4 separate regions of the Mus musculus genome follow, and all the other regions are linked to region 2. A link is a contact called in public Hi-C and HiChIP or PLAC-seq data. All regions are on one chromosome and are shown on one strand. Each heading gives the region's core, a stretch centred on a gene start, on an enhancer-like site or on the middle of the called end of the contact. The rest is flanking DNA. Distances are from core to core; before and after follow the strand shown.

Evidence for each region. A called contact is a pair of places that touch in the nucleus more often than the background predicts. HiChIP or PLAC-seq counts read pairs in DNA pulled down with a chosen protein or histone mark.
Region 1: a contact with region 2 is called in an H3K27ac HiChIP or PLAC-seq map of large pre-B cells, with 3 times the contacts expected there. The contact joins two enhancer-like sites. A contact is called at or near these places in 5 of 39 promoter capture datasets (the C10 cell line, the HPC-7 cell line, hippocampal neurons and 2 more), 3 of 15 datasets of contacts at CTCF or cohesin (the NIH/3T3 cell line, embryonic stem cells and stem cell-derived epiblast-like cells), 16 of 484 Hi-C or Micro-C datasets (the AML12 cell line, B cells, the G1E-ER4 cell line and 10 more), 5 of 115 datasets of contacts at active chromatin or transcription factors (bone marrow-derived macrophages, embryonic stem cells, extraembryonic endoderm stem cells and 2 more) and 2 of 9 other capture datasets (adipose tissue and pancreatic islet).
Region 3: a Hi-C map of embryonic stem cells shows a contact between it and region 2, with 4 times the contacts expected there. The contact joins two enhancer-like sites. A contact is called at or near these places in 1 of 39 promoter capture datasets (embryonic stem cells), 4 of 15 datasets of contacts at CTCF or cohesin (embryonic stem cells, large pre-B cells, pro-B cells and 1 more), 75 of 484 Hi-C or Micro-C datasets (3T3-L1-derived adipocytes, the AML12 cell line, B cells and 37 more), 9 of 115 datasets of contacts at active chromatin or transcription factors (bone marrow-derived dendritic cells, embryonic stem cells, epiblast stem cells and 3 more) and 4 of 9 other capture datasets (adipose tissue, embryonic stem cells, liver and 1 more).
Region 4: a contact with region 2 is called in an H3K4me3 HiChIP or PLAC-seq map of embryonic stem cells, with 20 read pairs. The contact joins the promoter of Dennd5b here to the enhancer-like site in region 2. A contact is called at or near these places in 2 of 15 datasets of contacts at CTCF or cohesin (CD8 T cells and the NIH/3T3 cell line), 8 of 484 Hi-C or Micro-C datasets (B cells, the HPC-7 cell line, bone marrow-derived macrophages and 3 more), 18 of 115 datasets of contacts at active chromatin or transcription factors (the 230-238 cell line, bone marrow-derived macrophages, cardiomyocytes and 10 more) and 3 of 9 other capture datasets (adipose tissue, liver and pancreatic islet).

The regions. Positions count from the first base shown.
Region 1 is chr6:149,038,632-149,042,668 of GRCm38.p6, reverse strand. It overlaps Dennd5b (DENN/MADD domain containing 5B), which reads left to right. Exons shown (of 21, transcript NM_177192.3): 6 at 922-1,153. It also overlaps the pseudogene Gm15781. Among named protein-coding and RNA genes, the nearest start is that of Gm23462, 33 kb to the left of the region's middle. Within about 2 kb of position 2,313, at least 23 of the 459 cell types and tissues checked have an H3K27ac peak or open chromatin away from gene starts, as enhancers often do. A contact at or near this core is called in bone marrow-derived macrophages and pre-B cells, where this site is marked.
Region 2 is chr6:149,374,100-149,378,384 of GRCm38.p6, reverse strand. No RefSeq gene overlaps it. Among named protein-coding and RNA genes, the nearest start is that of Gm38930, 24 kb to the right of the region's middle. Within about 2 kb of position 3,009, at least 115 of the 459 cell types and tissues checked have an H3K27ac peak or open chromatin away from gene starts, as enhancers often do. A contact at or near this core is called in the 230-238 cell line, CD8 T cells, the HPC-7 cell line and 11 more, where this site is marked.
Region 3 is chr6:149,017,204-149,021,865 of GRCm38.p6, reverse strand. It overlaps Dennd5b (DENN/MADD domain containing 5B), which reads left to right. Exons shown (of 21, transcript NM_177192.3): 11 at 1,243-1,321; 12 at 2,444-2,525. Among named protein-coding and RNA genes, the nearest start is that of Gm25539, 52 kb to the right of the region's middle. Within about 2 kb of position 3,220, at least 7 of the 459 cell types and tissues checked have an H3K27ac peak or open chromatin away from gene starts, as enhancers often do. A contact at or near this core is called in differentiating embryonic stem cells, embryonic stem cells and stem cell-derived epiblast-like cells, where this site is marked.
Region 4 is chr6:149,100,085-149,104,117 of GRCm38.p6, reverse strand. It overlaps Dennd5b (DENN/MADD domain containing 5B), which reads left to right and starts at 2,438. Exons shown (of 21, transcript NM_177192.3): 1 at 2,438-2,935. The coding sequence starts at 2,809.

The sequences.
Region 1 (4,037 bases), core at 1,064-3,563, 340 kb after region 2:
CCCCCCATCTGTGTCAGAACTGCCCCATCTCTCTTTTGGCTCTGATACACGGTATCCACTCTGAAGAGTGAAAGAATGAAAAGCAAACCAGCACAGTGACTAAAACAGGAATTCACTTACAAGTTTGAGATAATCTTAACCAAGATTAGAATTCCTACGCACATCTCACATGAACCTGCAGAGCACAAAAAAAAAAAAAAAGTGAACACTTCAGATTAAAATCCAATTATAAATGATATTACATCAGACAGGCTAGTAGGAGAAAAAGACAACCTGTATGTTTTTGAAGGTCCACTTCTATGATGTTTTTTTAGGCAGTGTTCTCTCTCTCTTTAAGTCTCAGACAATTGTGTCAAAACAGGTGTAGAAGGAGTTTGATCTTGAGTTAACAAGAAGAATGAGCCTAGAAAAACATCTGCTTGACAAAATGAAATTGACCAATAGGCACAAACTCTACATTGTCATTTTTAAGTTCTTACATAAACATGCAATTATTGTGATATATACATATGTATCTCAGCTACACATCTAGCAGCCTTTTGTGAGGGGTTCATTTCCTAAGCTAGGATCAGAGAACAGAAGAGATTACCCAAAATGTAATGGTAAGAGAAGTGGGTGGTTGACCATCCATTGTATAGCAACATATCCACCATCATTTACTAGTGTCCTCTATTCTCCATAACGGTCATCAGGATACTAATATAAATCCATTATGAAAGGTAAGATCAATATCAAAGCTCTAACTGGCCTAAAGTCTATAAATTTAGAGAAAGAAAAACAAACAGATTTGCAAGACTTTTTAAATGCCAAGTATCAGTTTTATGTGTAATAAGTTTGAAAAGTAATGACCTTAACAACAAACTTGTTTCATCTTTATAATATTAAGATAAAGGTAATAATTTGCTAATTATCTCATTACAGGCTTCTTTTCTCTCTGACCAGCCTGAGCCTTACCTGCCATTTCTTTCACGCTTCATTGAAACACAGATGTTTGCCACCTTTATTGATAATAAGATCATGTCTCAATGGGAAGAGAAAGACCCTCTGCTTCGGGTCTTTGATTCTCGGATTGAGAAGATCAGATTGTATAATGTAAGGGCACCCACCCTGCGGACATCTATATATCAGAAATGCAGCAGTTTAAAAGAAGCAGGTATATTTACCGTACATGTTTTAAGTGCACAATCATTTCTTTTTATAAACTGTTGACTTTTTCTTTTAAGATAAGTCAGTTTTACTTAAATTAGGACTGTCCAACAAAAACATTGTTAGCCATTCATGATCTGAATTTGGTGTATGAATTAAATTATGGTGTACATTAAAATCCATGAGATGTTTGTTTTGTAATAAATAAGGCAGAGGAATTATCATTAGTAGCCTTTTAAAGATAAGCTATTAGGTTTGCCCTTTCTCCCTTCGTCTTAATTTCAGCGAAGATCATTTTTGTTCCAGGGATATTCTTTTTGGGATTCTCCAAGTACTCCATCAGGAAGGGTGTCCTCTCCCCAGGTGATGCCTTTGTTCTTGTTGGCATCTGTATAAGAGAATCCAGCAGCCTGACTTGCCTTCCACTCAGACAGACCATGGGGATTTGGTCCAGTCTTATGCTTGCCTTTCTTATCCACAGTGTGGCACTGGGCACACTTCTGAACAAATAAATATCTTCTTGCCTATTTTAGCATCACCCATTTTTAATTCACTCTGGGCTGGTCAACACCACAAACATTCAAAGACAGACGTCCTGCTCTCTCTGACTTTTTCAACACAAAGTTAATTTTCTTTTTTTGGGGGATGAAGGGAGACTTAAGACAGAGTTTCTTTGTGTAGCTCTGGCCATCCTGGAACTTGCTCTGTAAATCAGGCTGGCCTCTAACTCAGATTTGCCTGTCTCTGTTCCTTGAATGCTGGATTTTAAAGGCATGGGCCACCACCGCTAAGATACAAAGTTAACTTTCATTTTGGGACATCATGAATAATCCCCGTGTTAGCAAGAAGTTTTTGTACTTTTCTTTAGATTCCTGTGAATTCCTGTTCCTATGGACATTCCTTTTCCTTTACCCCAAACAGGAAAAATAATAATAATAAATTGAATTGACAAGAAGATGTAGATTTTTGTTACTTTCTTGTGTTGGGGAAAAAAATGTTAACTTCTCTCTTGCTACTGATGTTGCCTTTTTTACCCATCACCTCTTGTCTCTAGCTATTAACTTAAAATGGTAAACCTGAAATTGGGCATAGTAGTACATGCCTAAATCCTAGCACTTGGGAGGCCAAGCACGAAGGATCAGGAGTTTAAGGCCAGCTTCGGCAATGTAGCAAGGAGTCTGTCTAAAGTAAAACCAAAACAAAGACGGAAGTCTGAGGCTCTGTCTAGTTTACATAACTAAAACAGCTCTTACGAGCTTTGTGGTAGTTAATTACATAGTTTCATTTCTTGAAATTAAACCTCTGGATGTTTGCATTCAAATGAAAGAGTCTCTCAACCCTAACATGGGTTTCCCTCAAAGAATGAGGAATTTTCTTGCTCTTGTCTGATAGTGCAGTACAATAATCATACTAAAAGCCAGCATTCAAATTCTTCCTGTGTGTCAGTCATTATGCTAGTGTTTGATTTGACGTGCCTTTTTACATGTAGTCTTAATGGCAGGATATATGCATTGATATCTTCTCATTCTACGGGTTAGGAAACTGAAAGATTAAAGAACTTGGTTGTGGTTTTATAGCTAGTTTTTGGTAGCTGACTGATTTCTAATAGCTAAGCCTTAATCTTTTTAGTGGTTTTATTCACTAACAAATATGTAAAAATGTACCAATTTGTGTAGTTTTATACATCTATGCCTAGTTCCCAAGTGGCACTTTTAATTTTAGACCAAATTTTGTACTAGATTAAAGGGCACAACAGCTAAGAAGCTCTTCTTGCTCTGCTTCTATGGCTTGCTCACCTTTCCATCTACATCTAAATAGTTCAGTTATGGAAATAATACAGCTGTTTTGGTATTATCAAGGAAAGAAATATTAAATGATAACTTTTATGCAGTGCTTATAGTCTTCAAACATCACTCTGTATTTCCATGTATGAGGGCAACTCCCTGGAGTCTCTTCAGGAAGTGGCACGTGCCTCTGTATTTCTAGAACCTGAGGTGATAGAGTAAGTGAAGCTTTTAATAGTTATATGAGTACCTCACTGGGAATTTTTCATTCCTCTCTTCCCAACAGAATTTTTAAAATGGAATTAAGTACCAATTCCTTAGCTTAATGTGCCTCTGGAAAATCTTACCAATTAAAATTGATTTTCTTTTTGCCTCTTGGAGCTTGATAATCCCATTCTCATCACAGAAATTGTGTAAACTTCGTGAAAATATCACTAAGAGACTTAGCATGTCTGAAAACAAGATTAGGTTAAGACTATAGTTCCCTAGAAATGTAAAGACTTTTGAAAAAGTAAGAGGAGACTATATCTCCTTCACTCTCTCTCTCTGTGTGTGTGTGTGTGTGTGTGTGTGTGTGTGTGTGTGTGTGTGTGTGTATGTGTTTTCAGTGCTTGCTTTGGGCATGAGAGAGAAGCATGCTACCACTGTTTATACTTATAAATTTTGAGATGGTCTCAATAAATTGCACAGTAAAGCCTTGGCCCCACGACTGTCCTTCCTTGACTTCCTGACTAACTGGAGTTACAGGCCTGTATCACCAGGCTCGGCTCAGTTATCTCTTTCATCCCTTAGCCCCCCCCCCAAGAAACAAACATAGAGATGGGTGTTGTTTTGGATTCTTGCTGGCTTTGTGCTTATGTGTCTGTGTGCTTCTGCTGCTGTTGTACCTCTAACCAAAAAGAATTTTGATTTGCAGGTGAACTTATAAAGCACAGACTATCTGCTGTCGGCATTGTGGCTACATAGCCTTATGATTTCTATGTAGAAAAACAAAAACTGGATAGGAATATAATTTTCTTTTTCCTTACCAATGACCACAAACCAATATCAACTCATACCTTAAAATTCTTCAACAGTAGACCTCTGACCTCACAAAGCAAGCACTTG
Region 2 (4,285 bases), core at 1,760-4,259:
CACACCTGGTACCCTGCATTAGGGTGCCATAAAAGGATGTTAGATCTCCCTAAAGCTAGCGTTATAGGCAGTTTTGAGCTACCCAACATGATACTGGGAACTGAACTTCTTCAAGAAGAATACCCAGTGTTCTTACTGTTGAAATAACTCTCCAGACCTAAGAGTTGTTCTTTTTTTTTTTTTTTTTTTTTTTTTTTTTTTTTTTTTTTTTTAAGATTTATTTGTTATTATATGTAAGTACACTGTAGCTGTCTTCAGACACACCAGAAGAGGGAGTCAGATCTTGTTACGGATGGTTGTGAGCCACCATGTGGTCGCTGGGACCTGAACTCTGGACCTTCGGAAGAGCAATCGGGCGCTCTTACCCGCTGAGCCATCTCGCCAGCCCAAGAGTTGTTCTTGTAAAGGTTATTTTCATTGATTTTGAGAATACTATCCTAGATATTTGAAGACTGAAGGCATGGGAATAAAAGGGATACACGAATAGTTGTTAGAAGGAATAATTTGAACTGACCTTGGGTTTCTTTGGTTTTAAGAAAATTACTCAGGGGGTCTTCTATTTATGGAAAATTAAAAACAATGTCCTATTTTTGGAATGTATATGCCTCAGGCAGTGAGAAGCTGTTTAAGTCAGTATTATAAAATGTCTTATCAAAATTCTTTATTTTCATTTTATTTAGATTGAGAGAGACAAACACACTGTGATTAATCTTCATTGTCAACTTAAATATACTTGAAATCACCTTGAGGAAAGCATCATGGGGTGTGACTGTGAGGGTATTTCCAGAGAAGTTTAAAAGAGGAGAGAATATCAACCCTGTAGGCAACAACATCCAGTGGATTCTTGAAATGAATGAAAAGAAACAAAGAGAAAACTAAGCACCAGTGTTTCTCTCTCTCTCTCTCTCTCTCTCTCTCTCTCTCTCTCTCTCTCTCTCTCTCTCTCTGACTGCACATGTGTCTGACCAGCTGCTGCTTCATGCTCTCCCTGCCATGACAGAGTTTCCTTCAGGGAAATTATTTTGTTGTTGCTGCTGCTGCTGTTTCTAGTTTGGGCATTTTTGAAACCCAGGCTGTCCTCAAAATCTCTTATCTCCAGTCTCACCCTCTTGAGGGCTAATAACATTGGTGTATATTATAAATAATCACTACTACCCTTGCCCAGAATAATGACTTTCCAGATTAATGTGAACTAAGCACAATCCTGAACCATGAGTTATTTTTTCCTATGTATTCACAATGGTTAGATTTCCAGAATTCAACATTTAGTAAAACTATGAAAATATTTTATTAACACTCAGCAAAAAGTTATGATTAAAGCCAGATCTTTAATTTTCACAAATATGAAAAGGGCACTAGAATAACTACTTAGACTGGGGAACAGTTTTGTACTGTGAAACTGCTCTATTATTTTTTAGTATCCCCAAATCCTACCTACCAAATGACAAAGTTGTTCATGCAAATCTGCCCATTCCCTCCACCTTAACCAGAATAGGATTCCAGAAATATAAAACTGTCCCCTACGTGTGGAGAGCAATGCTATTTCTGGGGAGAATTATTTGTAGGCATGAGATGAGGCCACATTATTATATTTGAAGTAGACAGAACCATACCTTGATTTGTATATCCCTGGTTCATTATTTTAACTTTAATCTCATTTCAGGACCCCAAAGATTTAGGGGGTGTGCTGGTTAGTTTTAAGTCAACCTGACACAATGCAGAGTCATGGGAGAGGAAGGAGCCTCAACTGAGGAAATGCTTCCATAAGCTCAAGTTTCTGGCAAGTGTGTAGAACATTTTCCTAACTAGTGATTGATGTTTGTGATGGTTTGTATATCCTTGGACCAGGGAGTGGCACCATCTGGAGGTGTGGCCTTGTTGGAATGGGTGTGACCTGGTTGGAATGGGTGTGTCATTCTCGGTGTGGGTATGAGATCTTCACCCTAGTTGCCTGGAAGTCAGTCTTCCACTAGCAGCCTTTGGATGAAGACATAGAACTCTCAGCTCTGCCTGTGCCATGCCTGCCTGGATGCTGCCATGCTCCATGATAATAATGGACTGAACCTCTGAACCTGTAAGCAGCTCCAATTAAATGTTGCTTTTTATAAGACTTGCCATGGTCATGGTGTCTGTTCACAGCAGTAAAACCCTAACTAAGACAATGTTGGAGGGTCCAGTTCTATAACAAACAAACCAAAAAAAGCAGGCTGAGCAAGCTAGGGAAAGCAAACCAGTAAGCAGCATGACTCCATGGCTGCTGCATCAGCTCCTGCCTCCAAGTTCCTGCCCTGATTGAGTTCTTGTCCTGACTTCCTTCAATGATGAACAGTTATATAGAAGCGTAAGTCAAATAAACCCTTTCCTCTCCAAGTTGCTTTGATCATTGTGTTTTTAGCACACCAATAGTTACCCTAAGACATAGAATTACAGAGTCTCGTCTATCTTTCCAATATGGCCATATTTAATAAATCTTCTCTTACTGACTTCCGCTATTAATTTGACTCATTTAATTGGCCCACTGAGGACCGATAACTGAACCTGGTTTGGGGTACAGGCTGTGGCCTCTAAGCTTGATAACAGCATGAGGCTTCAACGTTTCCCTGAGAAGGTGATACTGAGCGGAAACTTAGAATTCATTCAGGATGAAGAATTCTGAACACAACTGATATATTCAATATTAGTACAATTACTTGACCTTTTTTTTATAAAAATGAAAGGAAGTAGAAATTCTGGTATTGTATTTTGCTTCTCCATATTTTTTTCTTTCTTTTTGTTTGTTTGTGGCAGAGTCTCACTATGTAGTCCTGGCTGTCCTGGAACTCACTATGTAGACCAGGCTGGCCTTGAACTCAGAAATCTACTTGCCTCTGAACTCTTAAGCACTGGGGTTAAAGGTGTGTGCCACCATGCTGAGCCTTCATGTTTTTTGTGCACACCTCTGACTGGTAGTCTCTGGAATCTGATAAAGGATTTGTTTCTTCACATCAGAAGTCATTAAGTGACTATCACCACCTGATGGCAGCAGTGTCCCACAACTGAGAGGTCACTTCAACCATAACACTAGGCAAGAAGTGACATGTAGATCCCTACTCCTAACCACATACTGAGCCGATGGAAAGCAGAAGTAAAAAGATCCTGTCAGGCCCAATCTTTGTTATCTGAAAAATTTAAACAATTATACACATTTACAAAGCACAGAATTGAAGTGAAAGTTTCTGGTTTCATTAAAAAAAAAAAAAAACTCAGTGGTGTCACATGATGTTTTTCTGGACGCTGTCTTGGGGGAGGGTACATGATGCTTTTCCTTTCACTATCTTCAGGGTTCTACTTATATTCTTTCTGAATATCACCACCACCCACCACCCTCTCAAGTATCTGTTTTCAGCAAAATATCACATGACCTTTCTCAAGACAGCTTCCAGAAAAACATCATATGACCTTCTCACAAGACAACTTCCAAGAAAACATTACATGACACAGCTAAGGTTTTAAAAATCTGTAGGTTTACAGTCTATACAAATCTATTAGAGTAATTAATATTTTTGCTTGCTTATCACTGTTTAAAACCTTCAGGATTTTCTCCTCTAGTTCATCTTAACACACATAATAAGTTGTTGGGGACTATTGAAACTAAGCTTTATGGAAATTTCTTGTGAAGAATTTGTGGTCATTCTGTACTGGTAGTTTGGCAATTAGCAAGGAGTCTCATGTAGCTTAGCTTATTTATTGTAATGTGTAACTAGTCATAAAAATAGACCCAAGAAATTACATTTCTTGAGATTTACATAACTGCCATGTCTTAAGACTAGATTACAAAGATGTATCATGCATCAATTGTATGATCTGATGACCCTCATTGTAAAGAAACCTATACCAGTCTGGGAACACCCATCAGGTGTAGTTTTCCCTGGATGGGTTGAAACATTCCCCACCAAGCAGGAAACAGCTACCGTGGTAGCTAAGAAGATATTAGAAGAAAATTTTCCAGAGGTTCAGAGTGCCCAAGGTAATTAGATTGGACAATCGATGGTTCTGCTTTTGTCTCTTAAGGTAAGTCAGGGATTGGCAGAGATATTGGGGACTAATAGGAATCCCCATTGTGTGTACTGTCCCCAGAGCTCAAAGCAGATAGAGAAAATAAACAGAACCCCTACAAGAGACCTTGGCTAAGTTGACCTTGGAGACTGGCTTTGACTGGTTGGTGCCCCTCCCCTTGGCCCTGAACACCCCCTACCATTTTAACCTGACCCCTGTTGAGATCCTGCATGGGACACCCACTCCCTTG
Region 3 (4,662 bases), core at 1,971-4,470, 360 kb after region 2:
GGGTAAAACACCAAAATTTTGCTTGGTATCTGTAAGTCTAACTGTGTCTTGTCAGAAAAGCTGACAGTCGTTTTCAGTTTATACAAAAGATCTATTATCTGGAGCCAACTTGAGCAAAGGAAATCTTTTTAGTAGCTATTATTAATACTTTAAAAAGGACCTAGCAAAAGTTGTTAAAGTCTTTTTTTTTTGTCAGTATTGGACAAAATTAATAGTTCTTTATTATTTTAAGTTATTTAGTAATTCAAGGTAGAAAAAAAATCAAATGGTCCTCTTTGCTTTTGTTTCAGGTTACTCTTCCTAAAAGGCTCCCCCTTTCTCTTTTCCTTTCTAATTTTCTTTCCTCATTCCTGTTCCATAAATCTAAAGATGTTATATATCAATTATATAAATGCAGCTATTTTTTAAATTCCAAGGTTATTACTGTGGCCTAATCATATATAACTAAGCAACAAATGAGCCAAGTTCAGAACTCTTTAAGACTGCCCTGGCCTTCTTAGCTACTTCCCTTTGGCTCTTACCAGGATTCCCAGAAAAGTAAAGAAAGACTTTTATAATACCCAAAATGAGATGCTCAAAATGGTACACAAGATTGAGGATGTGGCTCAGTATTGCAGTATTACTATAAAATGAGAAATTATCTTTTGATGAATTGTTTCTTTTTTTTTTTTTTTTTTGGTTTTTCAAGACAGGGTTTCTCTTTATAGCTTTGGCTCTCCTGGAACTCACTTTGTAGACCAGGTTGGCCTCAAACTCAGAAATCCGCCTGCCTCTGCCTCCTGAGTGCTGGGATTAAAGGCGTGCGCCACCCACGCCCGTTTTATCACGTAATCTTGAAAGTATGGAAGTCTTCAGGATCCAGGAAAAAAACAAAACAAAGAGGGATAAATATATGAGTGGGTTCAGCAGTTGGCATGGAAGGGGGTTAGAGAGGAGCTGTGAGCTTACACAAACTAGGGAATTATGTTTAAATATGTGAAGAGAGAAGACAAAATCCAGGGTCTCCTGAAGATAACTGGTTCACAAGCAGACTTCATGCAGGATTCGACCACAGAGGGAAGATCAGGAAGCAATCTACTTAGCAGTGGAGACACAAAGCTGACTTGGTTTAGTTCCTGGATAAAGTAAGACTATTTTAAGAATTTGTAGTCAAAGAACCTGAAATCATTTAAGTTTGGAGTCCAAATTATACTACCTTCACTCAAGAGAGCCTTTTAAAAAGTGAAAATGTTATCCTTTCAGGGGAAGTCTGCCTTGTGGTCACATTTGCTCCAGTTTCAGGATAGAGAAGAGAAACAAGAGCACCTCACAGACTCGCCAGGTAAGAAGGTGTTGGATAAGGTAGATTGCTTCAAGTCTCATCAATTAGAGCTCTACTTCCTCATTATAAGACAGAGAAAATAGTACCAATTCCAAATGATCATGTTGATATAAAAGGAAAAAAACAATTGTGAAGGTGTGTTTGAGTATGATATGGTAGATACTGATTTATTAAAGAAAAGTTCCGTGACCGCCGTTAATAACCTTAATGTCTCTTGTTACACTTCATTTGATTATTTTTTATGTGGGCATTTGTATGTGGAGGTCAGGTGACAACTTGGAGGAGTCGATTCTCTTCTTCCACCACATGAGACCTGGAAATTTAATTTGGTTGTTGGGTTTGGTGGCAGGTACCTTTATCCACTGCTCTATCTCAATAACCTTTCTTTTTTTATTTTGTCAGGATCAATTATGCTATTGTGTTGTTAAATTAAATTCCAGGAAAAAAATGTGTGTTTATCTCCAAGACTCTTTAAGAGTCATATTCTTTCACATAGCTTGTTTCCAACTGTGGCCACAGCTAGTTTACTGTGTTAATAAAGTATCAATACTAAATGGTCAGCCCTGAAAACATACACAAACAAGTAACATCATACAGACTGAGTAGGTTGTATTTATGTATTTAGAAATACATATACGGACTGAAGAGATGGTTCAGCAGTTAAAAGCAATGACTGCTCTTCCGAAGGTCATGAGTTCAAATCCCAGCAACCACATAGTGGCTCACAACCATCCTTAATGAGATCCAATGCCCTCTTCTGGTGTGTCTGAAGATAGCTACAGTGTACTTAGATATAATAATAAATAAAATCTTAAAATACACACACATCTAATGAAAAAAAAGAGTCCATGATTCTGAAAGAGCAAAATTGTGGGGAGTGGAAGGCACATGGGAGGGTTTAGAGTGAGGAAAGGGAAGGCTGACATGATGTATTTATATTATAATCTCATGGTGCTATACCCCATCAGAACCAGCACTTGGGAGGCAGAAGCATGTGGATCTATGTGAGTTCAAGGCCAGCCAGAGTTACACAAAAGGATTCTGTCTTGAAAAAAAAAAACAACTAAAGTATAAATTCTTACTGTTATTGTCCTAATACTTTGCTAATATTTTTCTACATAGTTGCCCTTGGACCAGAAAGAAGAAAATCTGACTCAGGAGTTATGTTACCAACACTCAGAGTCTCTCTTATTCAAGACATGAGGTATTTGTTACACATGGTAATAAATGTAGCTTTCACCTATATTGCTCAAGTAATAACTATACCTTTTGATTATATATTCTGAAGAAAGTATCATCATAATATAATATTTTTATTTATTTATTTTATATTTATCTTATGAGTATTAGTGTTGACCTGTGGAAGGACACATACATAAACCATGTTGCGGGAAATATTAAAAATGAACCCGCCAACTCTCCTGCTCCTGCTTCTCTCAACCCGCCAACTCTCCGGGAGCAGCTCTCTCCAGCCAGCCCCCATAGCGTCTCTCCAGCCAGCCCCCATAGCGTCTCTCCAGCCAGCCCCCATAGCGTCTGGCTCGCTTGTCCCTGGAGCTACTAGTTCTCTCTACTTTTGGTGGTACCACATTCCAGTAACCAAGTAAAGCAAAATTCTTGAGCCTTATAATTAACCAATCAGATTTATGTATCAATAAATTCTCAGTTTACAAGATGCCAATACAATAATTTCAGAACCAATTGATAACGATAAAAGCTTTATCCCAAATATTCTAATATTCATAACTACCTATGGCTGGTTAAAGGCACGCTGGTTCACATCTGCCTCCATTTTTCCTTCCTTCTCTCTCTTTCTCTCACCCCCACCCCATGCTCTCTTTCCCTGCAACTCTTAGCTCCGCCTCCCTTTTCCCTGTCCAATCACAGGCCTCCTGCTGCCCTAATGTAATTGGACAAGGAAAATCCTGCAACAAAACCATATGCACGCCTGGTGACCCCTAGAGTTCAGACGACGCAGAAGCTGGATCTCCTAGAACCAGAACTAGAGATGGTTGTTAGCTGACTTAGTAGTTAGCTCTTGTTAGTAGGCACTGAGAACCAACTGAGTCTTCTGCAAAAGCAGCAAACACCCTTAGCCAGGGAGCCACCTCTCCAGCCCCAGTCTCTCCAGCCCCAGTCTTACTGTTTTACTGTTGTGCTGTTTTGTTTTGTTCTTTCTGACATTAAATAAAAAGGGAAGGTGGAGCAGAAGAGTTTTCTAAACTACAATGTCTCCTGTTTGGATTTTTGAAAAGTCTCTAAAATGCCTGTTATCTATACATATATAGACCAAAAAACCCTGTAAATAGCAACAGATACTTAGCAGAAAATTGGTCTCAGAAAGATACAGATTTTTGTATGTATGTATGATTGTTTGTTTGTTTGTTTGTTTTTCAAGAAAGGGCTTCTCTGTGTAGCCCTGTCTGTCCTGGAACTCACTCTGTAAACCAAGTTAGCCTCAGAGCTCAAAAGATTGTCCTGTTTCTGCCTCAAGCCACCACTGCCTGGCAAATTGTAGCTTAAAAAAATACAAGTATTAAAATTTAGCATTTTCTACCAGCAGTGGAGGGCCATGCCTTTAGTTCCAGCACTTAGAAGGCAGGGGCAGGTAGATCTCTCAAGTTTAAGGCCAGCCTAGTCTACAGAGCAAATTCCAGAACACAGAGAAGCCCTGCCTTGAAAAATATGTGATTTAGAAAATAATTGTAACACTTCTGACTTTTTGTACCTTTTATGGTGACACATGTCTTTAATCCCAACTCTTGGAGGCAGAAGCAAGCAGATCTCTGAGTTTATTATGACCAGCCTAGTCTACATAATGATGTTCAAAAGAGCCAGAGCTAAACATGTCTCAAAACAAACAAAAAGTCACTGAGTTCTCTTAAAGTTATACTTTGTTGGTATAATTTGTATGTGTGCACGTGTGTGTGCATGTGTGTTCATGTGTATACTCATGTTCGTGTATGCATGTTTGTGTATGTCCATGTGTATTCTTGTTTCTGGGTCATGTGGGACTATGGAGCAAGTTAAGCAAATCCTTGCTAATTTCAGTAATTAACAGATTTTTTTTTTTTTTTTTTGTAAAACATGAGTCTATCTCAGATGGCATGATTGCTCTCCTAGACTACTGTAAAGATAGTGTAGTTCTCTACATATGACTTTCTTTAAGGACAGTTTAAAAATGGGAAAATGTTAAAATTGTATAATTATTTTGGGTCTTTCACCCATCAATGTAACTGGATGCTGCTTGTCATCCATGCAACAGAAAGACATAAGACACATGGGACTCGTGTCATCTTGAGTTTTTATTTTAACTATGATTTATTTGAAGTGGATGCATT
Region 4 (4,033 bases), core at 1,189-3,688, 270 kb after region 2:
TATATGAAACATTTTAACATCTCTCCAGCTGAGAATACTTAATAGTAGTAGACATACATAAGATAGAAAAGAATTTAAACAAAAATTTAAATCAGCTGCTATACTACCAAACTTTTTTTGGCATGAACTGACCCCTTTTCTAAAACTATAAGGGGTTTGGCAACATAGTTCATCAGGGGAAGACACCTGCTGCCACGTCTGACAAGTTGAGTTCATTTCCTAGGACCTAGGATGATGGAAGGAGGGAACTGGGTCCTACAAATTGTCCTCTGACCTCCACAAGCATGCCTACACACATACACACCTCACAAAACAAATAAAATGTAATAAAACATAAAAAGCTAAATAATAAGGGATACGGTTTTCCAAGTAGCCTTTGTTATGATAAGATTTTCCTAGAAAGCCAAAATCTTGGCATAAGAAAATATCACTCCAGATTTTCTTGTAGAAATTGGAATTGTGACAGCTTGGCATGTTTTATGCTAATTAGAGGTTAAAGCTGAGATTACTGACTCCACTGAAGGTTTTCCATTCAGGCAGCAATTGTGTTAGGGACCCCCAACAGAATGGAAGGCAGTATTCTAACATAGCCCTGGCTGTTCTGGAACTCATTTTGTGGACCAGCCTGGTCTCCAAATCATGGAGAGTTACCTGCCTTTGTCTTCTGAGTGTTGGGATTAAAGGTGTTGACCCCCCCCACCAACACACACACACACACACACACACACACACACACACACACACACACACACACACACGTGCGCACGCGCCTGGCCCTTAAGGGAGAAATTTTCTTTAGTGATGTAATTACTAACAAAGTGCCCATTCTCCTATAATAAAAGCTCACCTATTCTCCATAATCAACTCTAATGAAACCCATAGATCAGAAAATTGCCTTAGCAGATAAAGACTCCCCACCAAGACTGACTATCGGGGTTTTGATCTCCAGGACCTACATCATGGAAGGAGAAAACTGACTTCTGAAACTCATTCCCTGACCTGTACATAAGCACAGAACCCCCCCCCCCACACACACACACATACATACACACACACATACACACACACACAATGTCATTTTAAAAAGTCTTTAAAATTAAAATAAGTTTGGTGAACTTATTTGATCACCAAAAAGGTTAAAGAAATGAAAGCAGAAGGAGTTGGTGTGAAAAGGAAGGAGATCAGAGGGAATGGGGTGGGACAGGGGGTACAAGAAGGTTATAAAAAGATATGATCAAAATATGTACATGAAGCTGGGTTGTGGTGGCACATGCCTTTAATCCCAGCACTGAGAAGGCAGAGGCAGGAGGATCTCTGTGTGTTTGAGGCCAGCCTGGTCTACAAATAGAGTTCTAGGACAGCGAGAGCTGTCACACAAAGAAACCCTGTCTCAAAAAACAAAACAAGAAAGTACATGTATGGAAATGTCATGATTAAATACAGTATTCTATATATGTTAATAAAACAAAACTAAATCATTACTGTTTACAATTTTATAAATCAGTTACTGCTCAAATGAACAGAAAGCATGTTTCTTGATTAGCACAAACAATAAATCAGTTTTCTGCTATATTTGACTAGCTTAGAATCTAACATCCTGCAAGAAGCCACCAACAAAAATAGAAATACTCAGTAAAATATTTTTATGTGTACTCTGTATAATAGAAGCAATAATTGCATAACATTAAATGTCCATATACATTACAGATTTCAAAGTTGGTTATTTTCCCAGTAGCACCATCCTGATACTACCTAGATTATCATCATTCTTTCCTTCACTAAAATATAAATGGCAGGTCAAGTGGGACCCAAGGTTCTATAGATACTGGAAAGAATGAACCAGGAAGCATAAATACTCCCCATCCCAAGTACAATCCAGCTAAAATGGTAAGAGAAGTCATTTCAAGGGTTCCGGAAGATTATTGGAAGGTACGATAGAAGCTAAGAGTCAATTACCCAGGTTGTTATTTACCCTCCTCATTTTTGTGTGTGTTGAGATGGAGTCTCACTAGGTAGAGAGGCTCATCTCCAACTCCGGATCCTCCTGCCTCAGTCACAGGAGTGCTGGAATTATAGATGTGAGTCACCACGTCCTGCCGGGGACTAGGATCTTAAAATGGTTTAAGCATCTGCATGACAGTTTAAAAATACGGTACAGACGTTGTGGGAAATGACCTCAGCGTGCTGTCTCCCTTTTCCAAAGCTACGTTATTGTTTAGGTTGGGTTGGGCGACATCCTCTCTGGAAGATACGATCCTGCTCTGCGGCTCGTGCTCAACCGACTGTTGGGGGCTGCACCGTGCAAGAGAGGTTTCCTCAATATTACCGCGGGTGGGCACGCACCCAGACGCGCCCCCGATCCTCCGAGCTCACTGGTGCGCGCCCCGAACCGCGCGCCACCGAGCTCTGCGGGCGCTCCCGTCGCGCAGCGCGGTTCAGTTGACCCGCGGGCGCCAGACGCTGCGCTCCAGCGGGCGCAGCCGCGGCGGCGCGGGCCTCCCTAGCTGACACTCCCCCTGCGCGCCCCTCCCCCGCCGCGGCGGAATCCCGCCCGCCCTCCGGTCCGCGCGCGAGCCCGAGGCCGCTTCCTCGGTACCAGCGTCTAGAAGGATCCCGGCCGCGGCGATTGCGCGGCCATGGGCGCGCCGGGCTCGTCCTAGGGTCGCGGCGGAGACCGCAGTCGGAGCGCCGCGGTGGCCTCCTCCGCGAGGGAAGCCTGCGACGCTTCTCAGCGAGGCTTCTCATCGGTTCACGCCGGAGAGCCTCCTCCGCGAACCCCAGCGACGGTCGCACCGGCAGCGCGGCGGGATGAGCGGTAGCAGCGCGGCGCCGGGCCCGGGCTCGGGGTCCTCCCCGGCCGCCTGTCGCTTCGCGCACTACTTCGTGCTGTGCGGGATCGATGCGGACAGCGGGCTGGAGCCCGACGAGCTGGCGGGTAAGGCCGGGCTGGCTTTGGAGGCGCTAGGGAGGCGAGGTGCGGGCTCCAGACAAAAAGTCGGCGGCTATAGCCGCGCTCCGGCTAGATGGGCACTCGTGGGCGACATAATGACATTGTTGTTAATTCCGCGCTCTGGCTAAGCCCCTGGGTGTTGGGTCCTTGTAACCGGCGCGGGTCCCCAGAGGGCCCGACCCTCCGCTGCTCGCGGGTGGCTCATGGTGCGCGGGACCGGGCTGTGCAGTGGTTCGTGAAGTTTGGCCCTGGCGGCGGATGCGGTGGTCGGCAGCTCCATGAAGGAGTCGGGACCGCGGGGCTACGGTGAGGTCCGCTCGGGCAGGAGGCCCAGCGGGATCGACCCCGACCGCTCTGGGTCGGCGCCACCCCTCCCCCTGGTTCTGCGATGACGAGCGAGTCACCCTTTGGAATCCTGTGGATTTGGCAGTGCCAGTGCCGCGAGCTAGCGAGGACCTTTGGACGCTTGGGTTGCGGCCTGATGCTTTGTTGATACCCCTGCCTGGTTCCTGAGTTGATGTAGTTGGACAATCCTCCCCAAGAGGGGCGCGCCGTGAATCACTGCCGAGGTGTCACTGGAGGAGCATGGCCCCCATTTGACGGGTTTGGTGACGCAGTGCGGGACTGAGCTGGGGAACGTACCCTGGGAACCCGGGCAGTTGAAGGATGGTAGGGACCGGGGAATGCGAAATGTAGAAAGCAGGCCGGGGAGAAATGACTGACTGAATTTTTCATTCCGCTTTCCTCCTTGGAATCTGAATTGTGATTTTTTTTTTTTTTTTTTTTTTTGGTAAGGGTGAGACACATAACGCCTACCACCAGAACTTTATTTGTGTCAGTGCTAAACACTTAGGTCATAGCCTTTCACAGCAGCTTTTTTGGAATATACCATCCCAGGTTGATTGCACTAGTATAGATTTTTTTCTCTCTTCCTTTGAGGAAAGGGCTGGGAAGAATGTATTAAATAATAAATGATAGTAAACAAAACGGGTCAGCCTTTACTAATACAGTCTCACGTCTTAATTGAGCATATTATTAAGTCAGCTTCACAGTAAAATGTTAACAAAAACTAAGTATAGTTTT